Regions from separate parts of the Zea mays genome. Here region 2 is linked to region 1. A link is a contact called in public Hi-C data. All regions are on one chromosome and are shown on one strand. The core of a region is the stretch at or near the end of the contact, and the rest is flanking DNA. Distances in the headings are between cores, read along the strand shown.

The links. A called contact is a pair of places that touch in the nucleus more often than the background predicts.
Region 2: a contact with region 1 is called in a Hi-C map of endosperm, with 2.7 times the contacts expected there. The contact joins the promoter of LOC100192006 here to the promoter of LOC100284935 in region 1. A contact is called at or near these places in 2 of 25 Hi-C or Micro-C datasets (ear and endosperm).

The regions. Positions count from the first base shown.
Region 1 is chr5:32,349,280-32,355,025 of Zm-B73-REFERENCE-NAM-5.0, forward strand. It overlaps LOC100284935, which reads right to left and starts at 3,779. Exons shown (of 4, transcript NM_001400625.1): 1 at 3,327-3,779; 2 at 1,869-1,973; 3 at 1,506-1,562; 4 at 149-845. The coding sequence starts at 3,566. The coding sequence ends at 516.
Region 2 is chr5:32,556,185-32,562,815 of Zm-B73-REFERENCE-NAM-5.0, forward strand. It overlaps LOC100192006, which reads right to left and starts at 4,723. Exons shown (of 9, transcript NM_001137430.1): 1 at 4,481-4,723; 2 at 3,683-3,731; 3 at 3,177-3,265; 4 at 3,034-3,090; 5 at 2,880-2,942; 6 at 2,727-2,792; 7 at 1,663-1,749; 8 at 1,472-1,565; 9 at 492-1,118. The coding sequence starts at 4,585. The coding sequence ends at 655.

The DNA.
Region 1 (5,746 bases), core at 2,529-5,028:
AATTTAGAGACTAAAATAAAATAAAATAGAGAGACTAAAAATTAGTCTCTAGAAATCAAACACCCCTTTGATCTCCTTATCCTAGCACAAGAACTAGAAAACATCTTAGGCCCTTCGACCAAAAACCTTCTCCGTAACCATATACATAAACACCACAAACACCAAAACATACCGCATTTGCTGCATACTTACATTATTTTTACAACACGCTCCACAGGCATGTAAGTGTTCAGGCGACGGCACAAGTCTACTACCAAACCATCACGAAGGGTATCATCATCATCACAATGCCACAAAAGTACAAAACATATAATACATATATATACCTTGTTTATGTATATTGCATACACACCTAGCCTTGACCCTCGGCAGCCGTACCAAATACAACCTCCTGATGCCACATTCCATTTTTCAGTTGTCCTCAGTTACGAACGTATGGCAAGCTTGATTTCTACTAGCAGATAAGACTGCGGCAGCATGAACCGTAGCCGCTGATTACTACCGTAGACTTGCATTCACCAAACTGGGAACAGAGGACCAGTGCATCCTTTCCTGTGGGAATCAGGTATGCTGTTATAGCGGTACATGTGGTTCGATAGCTCCCAGCTCCAGTCGTCCTTCCTTGACACCTTCATTGGCGGCCACCGGTTGATCCTCACGTAGTGCTCCCTGATCTGGCCATCGTCGACAAAGCTCGTTATGACCGTGTAGGTGCACTCATGGCCACCCCACACGGCGTCATGAGGGTCTGCACTGTGGTAGCCATCGGGGTGGAAGTAGCGTCGCATAGGTGGACCAGTGTGCTTCCATGATGGATCAAGGTTCCTCCAGTAATCAGGTGCTGCCTGCAGGAGCAGAAAAGAGTAAGCGCTGAAGGAATGCAGCCGGTTGAGATGTTCCTCATCTATGCACCTTGTCATAAGCTTATGATTCTCTCTCTAAAACATATTGAAATGCTACTAAAACTGTAGCATGGAATTCCTATGTTTTTAAAGCATTTTTTTCAGAAAAAATCGTGATTTATTTTGGACAAAAAGAAAGCTGTAATTCAAATGAAAACATCAACAATTTAACCAGATTACATACTTGACAAATGTGCACACATATTCTCAAAGTGACAGACCAAAAAACAAATCTGTGTTCATAAGATACATATGTTTGTTGTATGGATCTCAACAAGATGTGTTAATCAAAACTTATCATTGAGACTATGACCAAATCAGTATATCAAAGTTATAGCCTTTAATTGCCACCATTAAGATATATGCATCGACTCTACCTCAGTGCGCTCAGAAGCTACAACCTCTGAAGAAGCTAGAGAGATGCTGACAGTTGTCATGATCCCATGCATCCATCAGATTGTTACCGACTAAAACAAGTTGAACTCAAAACTAGCAGAGTCAGCTGTACAGTAGCAACCACAAAAAGAATTTAAATATGCAATGCCATATAAGCCCGTAAAAAGAAAAGAAAAAGGGAGGCAATTTAACCAAAATAAAACTTACTATGGTGAAACGATATTCCCACGCATGATCGCAGAGATCCTCTTTTGTGATCCGACTCTGAACAAAAGAATGATGTACTTTATGCTGAGAGTGATGGAGGAGTGAAATGTATGTACTTAAGAGTTTACTTTCAGCTTCAGGATAAATCAAATAGATAACCAAAGAGAACTTCCCCAATATTACCACTGTATATATGAATGGCACAAAATAAAATAGATGCCTAAACAATATAACTAACATTATTCCCAGAATCTGCAATATAAATGATCTACAAGAGTACATCAGCACAATACATTATGCATTCTATTGATGTTCATCCACTGCACTGTTGATCCCATAGATGAAAAAAATGCTTGTACTCACCCGTTTCCCATCCATAATGACCATTGAATATGTAGACAACTTGGATCCAGTGCGGATCGATGTTAAACGTGGGATATGAGCCTTTCCCGCCATCAATTCAGTACACTACAAGCAAAATGATTAGGACCTGCTGTGTATCATGAACGAAAAATACAGCTATATACATATTGCCACAGTTTTCTTCTGCCCCCTCCTTTTCCTCCAATATGGTCTGCCTAGTCTCAGTTTTGGTATTTACCATTTTTGTTTCCTTGATCTAGAAGGAGATGCAATCAAATACTATATTTTTCAACCCTAGTATGTTATATTGGATATTCGACTTCTGTTAACATCAGTGACTGTTTTCCCATTCGTGAGAGTGAAAATTCAAGACACTGAAAAACATATTCCATTTTTTATATGATTTCCAGTCTTTTTTAGGGAAGCAGAGATTTTAAAATTTTAATATGCCAAAATTTCATAATCACCAAGCTAACCAAGAAATACAAATTATTTGGGATGGTCAAATGAAAGTAGTCATTTAAATACTATTAATGGCCTCATTGGTGTATTAGTCATTTAAATACATCCCATGAACAGTTTAACAAAGCTGTGGATACGGGTCCATTCATAGCATCAATTTTAACTGCCAGTGGTATAAACGTGATTAATGTCTTGGACAACACACATTTTGCTGAAAACCCATATGATTCAGAAAATATTACAATGAGGCCAAAAACAGAAATTTACACATGAAACAAAAAAAAACCGTAAAGATAGAATCAATGGATATATTTCTTTTTTGTACCATTTCTTATGTCTATATTCGTTTCAGCTAAACTTTGAAGCTGTGGCTGTGGCTATGAGCTCGCTCACAAAACACTGTGCTAGCAGCTGTGGGTGGCTGCTGCAGCCGTCACTTTATAAGAGCCGAACAGCTATGGTCCATGAAACAAACAATTGTTTCTGCAGCATGTCAGTGCCACTAAAAGCTTCTTTCTTTGGATACATTAACGAAACATACATAGCTTGCTTGATTTGTCACGTTATTAGTACCACTGGGGACTGAATCAGCATCAACGTTTTTGGAAACCATATAATGATATTGTCATGGAAAGTAGATCCCCGGAAAGGAGGGGGGGCCTACACAAAAACTGCAAGGCCAAAAATAACGCCTTTGGCCATGTCAGCAAGCAGCTGCGCAGATCAGTTAATAATGCATGTCCTCTGCCTCTGCGCTCCTAGCTACGAAATTTAGGGATTTTCACCCCAGTCCAGCAGTGCCGTCAGTCTCATTCCTATCCCAGCAAACTTGAGCACCAAGGTGCTCGATCGATTGCTCGAGGGAATTGTAAGGCTTCCTATTCTCGTCACCGCAGAGCAAATCGTCGAACTGGAGCAGGAGCACAACCTACGCACGCAGGCCAACGAACGCGAAATATAAAGGAGTGCGAGAGGACAGTGGAAGAAGGCCCGAACCATAGGTGCCCAGAGGCGGTTGTCTGCCGCTACCCCGCGCCAAGCGCAGGAGACTGCGGTGCATCGTGCCACGCTGCGCGCGTCCAGGAACTCCATCACCCGCCCCATCACATCTTCCCCAAGCGCCTCAACGGGGTCGCTCGTCCACCCCACCTGCCTCTCCTTCTCCCTCTTCCTGCCCCTCTTCCGCCTCTCCCACTCCTCCGCCGCTCGCTTCCGCTTCCGCTCCCGCTCCGCCATGCGGTCGCCTGGAGGGGAGGTCGGTTGCGGGCGCCGCGGCCGGTGAGAGTGGCCGACTCCGAGTGAGTCGGTGCTTTGTGTGTGGGGACTGGGGTACAGCGGAATAGGAATAGGAAAGAACCGTGAGGGATCAGCCTGGTGGGACCGTGCCGTCATCGCGTCGTATGTATCGCCTGCGGCCTGCTCCGTTCTTTCTTGGACTGGGAGGCATCGTCTTCGTCTCGGATCGTGGTGGTTCCCTGCCACGTCGGATGGGCTCATGTAAGTAAAGCTGGTTCTTGTTACAAAACATTTTGTAAATGTGATCTAATCCATCCATCTGTCATGATGACAGTTATTTCCCAAAGGACATATTCCTTGGGAACTTTTGTATAAATACTACAGTATACTGCAATAAATAACTATCCCTATCATTTGTCTCTCTCTTTTGTCTTTCTCCATTTGCCACTGAGCACTGCAATAGAGTTCAACACGTTATCATCACTGTCTCAAGGGAGAAATCAGAAAAAAGGAGGGAAGAACTCTTGATGTTCTTGCAAAGAACATCAACTTCGATCTGCAAATCAATTGCAAGGTATGGAGCATACCGTTTCCATGCGCATACGCCATATGCGCGAAGTTCTGCACATTGTTGATGATGCCATGTTGGAGGCGTTTGCTGTGGGGCTAGACGCTGCACTTCCACCAGTGCACGTCATCCCTGAACGCCGTGTGCAAGTGCAAAACATGCACTTCTGCGTTCTCCATGGATGGACAGCGGTGGTTCCGCTGCCGGTGGTGGAGTGCGGACTCCCCACTGCATCCCCGTCACCACCGGTGCCGGTGGTTGACGCGGGGTCGTCTACATCCGCTCCCATGGACGTCGATTTGGCGGCACCACCGTCGCCTCCGCCCACTGCAGAGGCAGTTACTCGTCGTTCACCATCTCCGTCAGCGCCCGTGGTCGTCGGAACCATCGCTGCCCGTCGTGGGCAGCCCCCTCGCGTCGTCGATGCTCCACGCGGACGCGTCATCCTCACTGGCCACCGCCCAAATGGGGTGGCCCCATCTTCCTCCTCTAATGGGAGGGCCTAATGGGCCTCTGTCCGGCCGGTGGCGGTTGCCGCCACGACAGCCGGTGGGGTGGGGGAGCGGCTTGGGCACGGACCGCGGTGGCCGCCTGGCGGATCTTGCGCTTGGCGGCGCGGACCGGCGTGGTCGGATCTGGCTCTGCGCGGCACGCCCCAGCGCGGTCCTGGCCAGGACGCGGCCCCGCGCTAGACAGGCGGCTGGGGGCTGGGCATAGCCCTACGAGGCGCTCGGCGCGGCCTCCTCAGCAGCGCTTGGCGCAGCCCGGCGGCTCTTCCCAGAGAAGGCAGGCATGGCTCCCCTGCACGGTCGCGAGCCCGGCTCCTAGTTCGGGTCACGCGCTCGGTGCGGATGCTCGGCCACGGCCGCTGCTCGGAGCGGCATAGCGGCCCGACGGCCTCAAGCCAGGCGCGCGGGCGCAAGGACGCGGTGGGCCGCGGCCGCAGTGGCTTGCTCGCGGCGGATCCTGACGCGCTCCTCGGAGGATCCTGGCGGTCCGGCTTCCTGGTGGGCGCGTAGGTGCGGCTCCCTGGGTGGCGCGGCCAGGAGCATGTCCGGTTTCTCCTGGCGGTGGCCAATACCACCTGGTGCACACGGCGGCGGCTACAGGGGCGGTTAGGGTTGGAAACCCTAGCCGCCCCCAACTGATATAGGCATTTTGGGCCCCTGGTGGGCCGTCTGGGCAGGCCAGGCTAGCTGGGCCGGTGTGCAGGCCGCTAGGCCGCTGCCTGGTCCGCCTGGCAGGCCGCCTGGGCTGTTTTCCAGGACCCAGAATGGTCTATTTTATCATTTTTAATTCTAAATTTCAGTATAAGACTCTGTTTTATATGTAATTTCAGTTCAAAGTTATCTTAGGCGTCTAAATTCGCTATTTAGACTGCAAATATTGTAAAGACATATCTGTTTTATTGTGAATATAGCAGATTTTAGTTCGTGAATTATTATTTGTTTTTACATTAATAGTTCACATATCTCTACTTGCTATTATTTTTGTATTCATTTATATTTGCATATAAATATAGCATTTATTAAGTTCATACTTAATAAAACCTCATGCAAAAAATAAAATTACATTATTTTGGATTAAGAGCATAGAGAGATAGAGTCCTAAG
Region 2 (6,631 bases), core at 3,473-5,972, 210 kb after region 1:
CAATGGTCTCTCTGTGATATCCGAGACATTATAATTCTGGGAGCAAAAATGAAATGGAAAAACAAGTTAAAACAACACAGCATCTAAATCAGATCAGGACTACGAATTCGAACACAGAATTTCTATCGTCTAAGTGCTTGTTAAATGGCCTATCTTTTACAAGTCCGCTTTGTACCCGCTTTCAACACTGTTGATACTGATCAAGCGTGCCCGCGCACCCACGCACCAACACACGCGCCCGTACGTCAGAGCTGCATAATCTGGCACCACCTTTTCTACCCTCCCATCAAGTGCATCACAACCACGATCTAATCTAAGAGCTAAAAGTTGGCTAAAATCATGGCCCAAATAGCTTTGTTTGAAACTTCCACCATCGATAATTCAGTGGCAACAGAACGTGCATAGTGATCGTTGTAAACGTATCACGGCAATCAGAGAACACAAGTAGTGGGTAGACAAGCACAAAATTCATTTTATCTTCAACACAACATGAATAAATAGCTGTTAATCTTGAGTGTATCTGTCAGGTTAACTCTCAAACCTCCTCTTAACCTAGTGTTGACGAAGTTACATGGAGACATGAAAGGAACCAGCATCCTTAGTCTACAGTTACAGCTTACACATTGACCAGACGGTACTGTCCTTTGCATGTGTTTAACTAGATGGTGGTGGAGGCGGTGGTGGCATAGACATGGGAGGCGGAGGCATTCCACCACCTTGATGTGGTGGGGGTGGGGGTGGCATCCACATAGGTGGTGCTGACATACCAGTGGGAGGAGGTGGCGGCCTTACCATGCCAACCGGAGGAGGCATCATATTTGGTGGTGGTGGCCTCATTGGGAGCCTGTACTGGAGTTGCGATGGCATGGGAGGCGGCATAGAATGTTGAGCGGGCCAAGTTGGTTGCCCGTGCATCTGCATTGGAGGGGGGAATTGTCCAACAGGTGGTGGAGGTGGTTGCCGAATGTGTTGAATCTGTCCAGGAATTGTGCCATTGCCATAAGGCCGTGGCACAGGCGGACCACCATTTGGATGACCTTGGGTCGGCGGACCACTTGCAAACATTGTGTGTGGCCTATTCTTTTGAGATCCTGGATTGTTTGCTGCCAGCAGTCTCTCTGTCAATGGTAAACAACATATTTGATCACTGTGAGTGTAAAAATACTCATGGAGGAGCTATAGAATGTGGAAGGACAATTCAGTTGAAGAATTTCATATATATCCTGTTTTTAAGGGCTATAATAACTTCTTTGCAATCTAGCTCTAACCCCTGTTTGGCAGAGCTTCAGCTCATTTTTTTTAAGCTGGGCCAAGCAGAGTTCAAGACCAGAATGCAAATTTGACTTGGATATACATATAATACAATTTGCTTGGAGACTTTGGATTAGTTTGAAATAAAAATATTCAGTGAATTGAAGAGTAACCATATGATGGTATCAACTGGATCAATTAGATCGTCAAAACACATTACCTGCTGGTGTGCCATGGCGTTCTCCTTTCGTGTCTTTCTTGTAAGCATAAGAGACAGTGATTGGGCGGTTGCACAAATGTTGGTTGTTCATGGCCTGAAAATATAGCAGAGAAAGCAGCATGAAACAAATGCCAGACAGCTAGAACCACTGCAAATTGAAATACAGGAAATCAGTGTGATGACTCCATTACCTCTATTGCTTGGTCAGATGATTCAAAGGACTCATAGCTCACAAAGCCAAAGCCTCTAGAATTTCCTGTTTCAGGATCTCGCATTATCTTCAAACAAAAGAAAAAGATCAATACATTACTGCAGGTGACAACTATGCTTCTTAAAATAACAGACACTGCAACAGATCAGGTGTTACTCCTAACACCATCTTTAATTTTATAATAGATCTTACAAGACGATTGATTAGATGAGTTTATCTTAGGAAAATGCACACATTAAGTTATACCCAGAATGCCCCAAAAGATCTATGAGCAATATCAAATGGGATAATGGTTACCATGATTTTAGCTCATCTACTCTCTAAGCTATTATTGTATTTTGTACAAATGAAAGCAAATAGCGCTACCAACTGATGGGCGCTTAATAACTTGAAACTGACTAAAACACTGTTACACATAAGTTACATGGCACAAGACCTGGAAAATAATTGGATTATTACTCAGCCAGGGAGGGAAAGACCGCCCTCCCGGTATTATATTAAAAAGAGACCGAAACATGGTCCCGGCTGAGAAAATCTCCGAACACTACCCCATCACTAGTGGGCCGTCACCACCCACTCTGCAACAACCTAGCCAGAGGGTGGCGCGCATGACTTAACCCGAGAGCGGGCAGGGAACAACGAGGAGATTTTTTACCAAGCCAGAAATTCGACCCCAAGGGGGATCAAACCCGGGACCTAAAGGTGCTACTCGGAAGCCTTAACAATTACGCTAGAGGCCCTTTCGCAAAGTAATTGGATTATGAAATTCAAGTATAGTGAATTCAGATTATTTTATGTGGCCTTCTAAGGCCTTCCTTTTTTTTCCTTCTTAATGTAATGATGTGCAGTTCTCCTGCGCTTTCGAGAAGAAAAAAAACTGTAAACTATCACTTGGATTAGCTTCAGGCATTTATATAATACTGCTACTCGTAAATCAGATATTATGTTCGCCAGTTTGGCTGCTATATAATCAGCAGAAAACAGCAAACCAATATAACTTTGCAAGATTCATGAAGATAAAAGTTGCTGTGTGTCAACTGTCACCTTAGGATTAGTTACAATCACTCCAAATGCACTGAAGGTATCATAGAGGAGCTTCTCATCAACATCCTGTTAACAAAGCAAGCATAAAAATATACTCAGTATTCAGATGAATTGAAGAGCATATAATGAAGAAATTAGGATTTAGGCCTTCACCGGATCAAGATTGCCAATAAACAGATTTGCTCCAACGTCCAAGCTCTTCTTATCCTGGGAAGCCTGGAAAAAGAAACAAAATCATGTTGTGTTCAAATGATATTTGATTTTTCAAAGCCACAATGATAAAATACTACAGATGAAGAGAAAATACCTTGTTTACTCTTATGGGCTTCCCATATAGTTTGATCATGTTCAAAGTCTTAATAGCCTGTAGAAAGCAAACAATTTAGATAAAAGGGTAACTAAATATGAATGTGGGAATAGGGTAAACTATTTGCAAAATAATAGACTTACATAATCTGCATCTTCCTCGCTCCTGAATTCTACAAATCCATATCCCTGGTGTAAGTTTGTAACTCTGTCTTTTGGGACATACACATTCACTACAAATGTAAGAATGGTAATTCTGTTAATACAAAGGAAATGAATTTATTTGATAACCAAAATAAAGAATTCCAATTACATAATAATATAGATCATCAAAAAACAAAAGAAACAAAGAATAAAAAATGCTAAAAGACAATTATGAACAAAACACAAAAATGCTGTTATAGGGAAAGACAAAAGTGTTGCATACAACAAAACTATCATCTCACTACAGAAAAAATAGACCCAGTGCTGGCATCTTCCACATGAATGGAGTCTAGGGAAGAAATAACCAAGGCAAGCCTTACTCCTGCCTTTTGCAGAGAGATTGCATCAAACCCAGGACCTTTTGTCTCAATGGAAATGCTTCTCACCACTGCGTCAGACATGTCCTTCATCATTACAGAAAAAATATATACATAAAATCCACTTACCAACAGGGCCTGCTTGGACAAACAATTCCCATAGAAGCTCCTCAGAAACCTGTCATATATCAAAGAACTATCGGCATCAGTTCGTGATTTACAGATACTGAAGAAACAATATATAGCCATATACTACAGGATGTTTATTGTTTCCTATACATGAGGATTGAGGAGTAAAGATGTGCTCCACCAAGTAACTGCCAATGTAATTAGGTTGTCCGCAGCAGATCGTGCAAATGGTTGTGCAAAACACTTGCATTATAGACTACACTGTTCGTCTGTTCACATAGTGAAGTTAGCGAAGTTTGAAATAGAAGATAGGATGGAAGATACGATGGGTAAGCTGCTGGAGACAGCCTTAAATTGTTCATTCCTGGACTATGGTTCTATTTGTATAGAACCTAGAGAGAAATTGATATGAATCTGAAAGACTAAACAGCAATTTTCATCCCAACCTGACAAATAAGCAGTACACTTTACATATTGTCTAGATTGTAACCTGACAAATGTACTTAAACAACAACGATTGTAACATTACCACTTAGCGAAACACGCACGATTTTTCCAGTGACCGTTCAATCGCAGTCTCAATACTTGTAAAAATCTAGCGTTTGCCGTCACTCACGGTGTCCTTGCAATATGGTTACACCACTCAATATGGTTACACCACTGTACCTTCAATTAAAGAGCAGCTATTTACTCATCCGGGGTCACCAGTTCACACAAGTAATTATGTGCTTTAGGGATAACTTTATCATCGGCGGGGACCTAGGAATCGCAATAGCGAGGGTATGTGGGAACCCTAACCTGAGGGTCGAGGTTGCCGACGTAGGTGGTGGCGTCCTGGTTGCGCTCCGCTGAGTGCTGCCCGAGTAGGTTCGCGCCCACGCCTGGCGCTATGCGGGTCGTCATGGCTGGCTGGCTGGTCCCTCCGTCGCCGCTGCAAGGCGCGGCGGGTCACTGGGTGGCGGCGGAGAGTTCCCGACGAGGCGCCGAGCGACGCGGCGGTGCCAAGGTGAGGTTTTGGTTGAGGTTCTCGGGTCGGGCCAGAGTCCCTGGCTGGCCCAGTTCCACCTCGAGTCAGTGCGGAGAAGGCGGTAAGTGATTTCGGACCACGCTGACCGTCGTCCGTGGGCCTTGCAAATGTTTAAAGACGACCCGAAATGAAGATAAAAAAAAACTTCGCAGCTCTACGTAAAAATAAATGAACTTTGCAAATATGATCATAAAGATGAAGTTAAGAAAGTTGCAATCCCAATTCATTGCAAATGGCTACAATACTTACATGCGGTGATATTGTTTGGTTTAAGAAACGAGGGTAGTACGAATTTATAGAACACCAAGTTATTAAATTGAGAAATATATTTTAAAAAATTCTCAATTTTAGGGACCACACGTGCATTTAACTTATTTTAATGTGAATTCTATTGCATAGGTTAGATCAAGATATCCAATATCACCGTACTTATACTATAGATTTTTATGACAAAATAAGTGGCTCATGGATTGATCTCACATCTTGGAAGACTGCTCTACCATCCCATTTTATAGTCCAAAGGAGTGTCAAGCTTACATGTATATGCTTCTTGTGGGCTCTACTTGTTATTAGATCAATTGTCTCCATACCATGTTGTCATTGTAATCATGGAGCATGTGTTAGTATAATCATACCCCGTGAGGTTACAAACCAAGGGTTAACCCAAAGTGTGAACAACATATTAATGAAGCTCGGTACAGTTCCTCATACCATTTGTTACAATATAATACCCATGTACTACGAAGTCATGGCTATAGGGCTAGGGATGGCAACGGGTACATCAGGTAGTACCATTTCATACTCGTACCCATCAAAAAAATTCTATCTGTCGGGCTACCCATATACACTAACGGTATAGATTCTTACCCATATATGTACCCGCTAGGGAAGTCTTAAAATTCTAATATACCAGTCACTCAAAATATCAAATAAACACACAAAAAAGTTCAAGTTAAAATATCACAAATCATATGATTACATAACTTGATAGCTAAACAAATGATAGCTAGAGAAGGATTTTCTTTTAACTAGATGGTTATAGTGGTATGGTGTGGGTATATTTTATCCATGGGTACACGGGTATGGGTAGTACCAACTCGTACCCATACCCATCTACCCAATGGATAAAGGTTCTTGTCCATTAACGTGCCTGCGGGTAAAGAAATCATCTCGTACCCGCCTTCATATTGGGTAAAATTCGTCAGGTGTTCGAGTTTTGGGTACCATTGCCATCGCTATATAGGACCCTTTCCATCATTGAGAGAAGGCAATATCGTCTCACCAGATATGGTCATAACATGCATGAGTACACTCCCATAGATATGTTGGGTATGTATGCCCTTGAGCGTGTTGTCAGGGTAGAGGCATGCTTGTAATGTCATGTATTGCATTTAATGTGATACAAGGGTTTGATTATTACCATCCTTTCTAAGGTGACTACCATACTAACCATAGGGGTAGGAGCATCTGTGTTTGAAAACACAGAGGACTAGGGAAACTAGCTTAAGCTGATTAGCAACATGTATAGTCCATTCTACTTTATTACATTTCATGGTACATTACGTGTGCACACATGTAATTGTAGGGTTGGTACTCACACTGCATAGTGGTCTCAAGTACCCTACAACATGTCTTATTTTAGTAGGCTAAGTTAGTCTTGTAATGTTGTTCGCAATATATTTAACATGTTATACCCAAGACTTTTCCATTAAGCTATCACTAAGGGATAATTTTCTAGGGCCTTAGATGTGGGTTTTGTGTCTTGCGGCCATACTGACCCTAATGGGCCTTCCTCATCCTTTTTCTTTCAAGATGAGATCAAACTTAGCTATTCTAAATCCTCAACTTCTTCGGGGGGCTCCTTAGCCCTAAAGGGCATGGGTCCTGGCTAACTATCAGTGTTTCGAACCTAGCTCCGACAA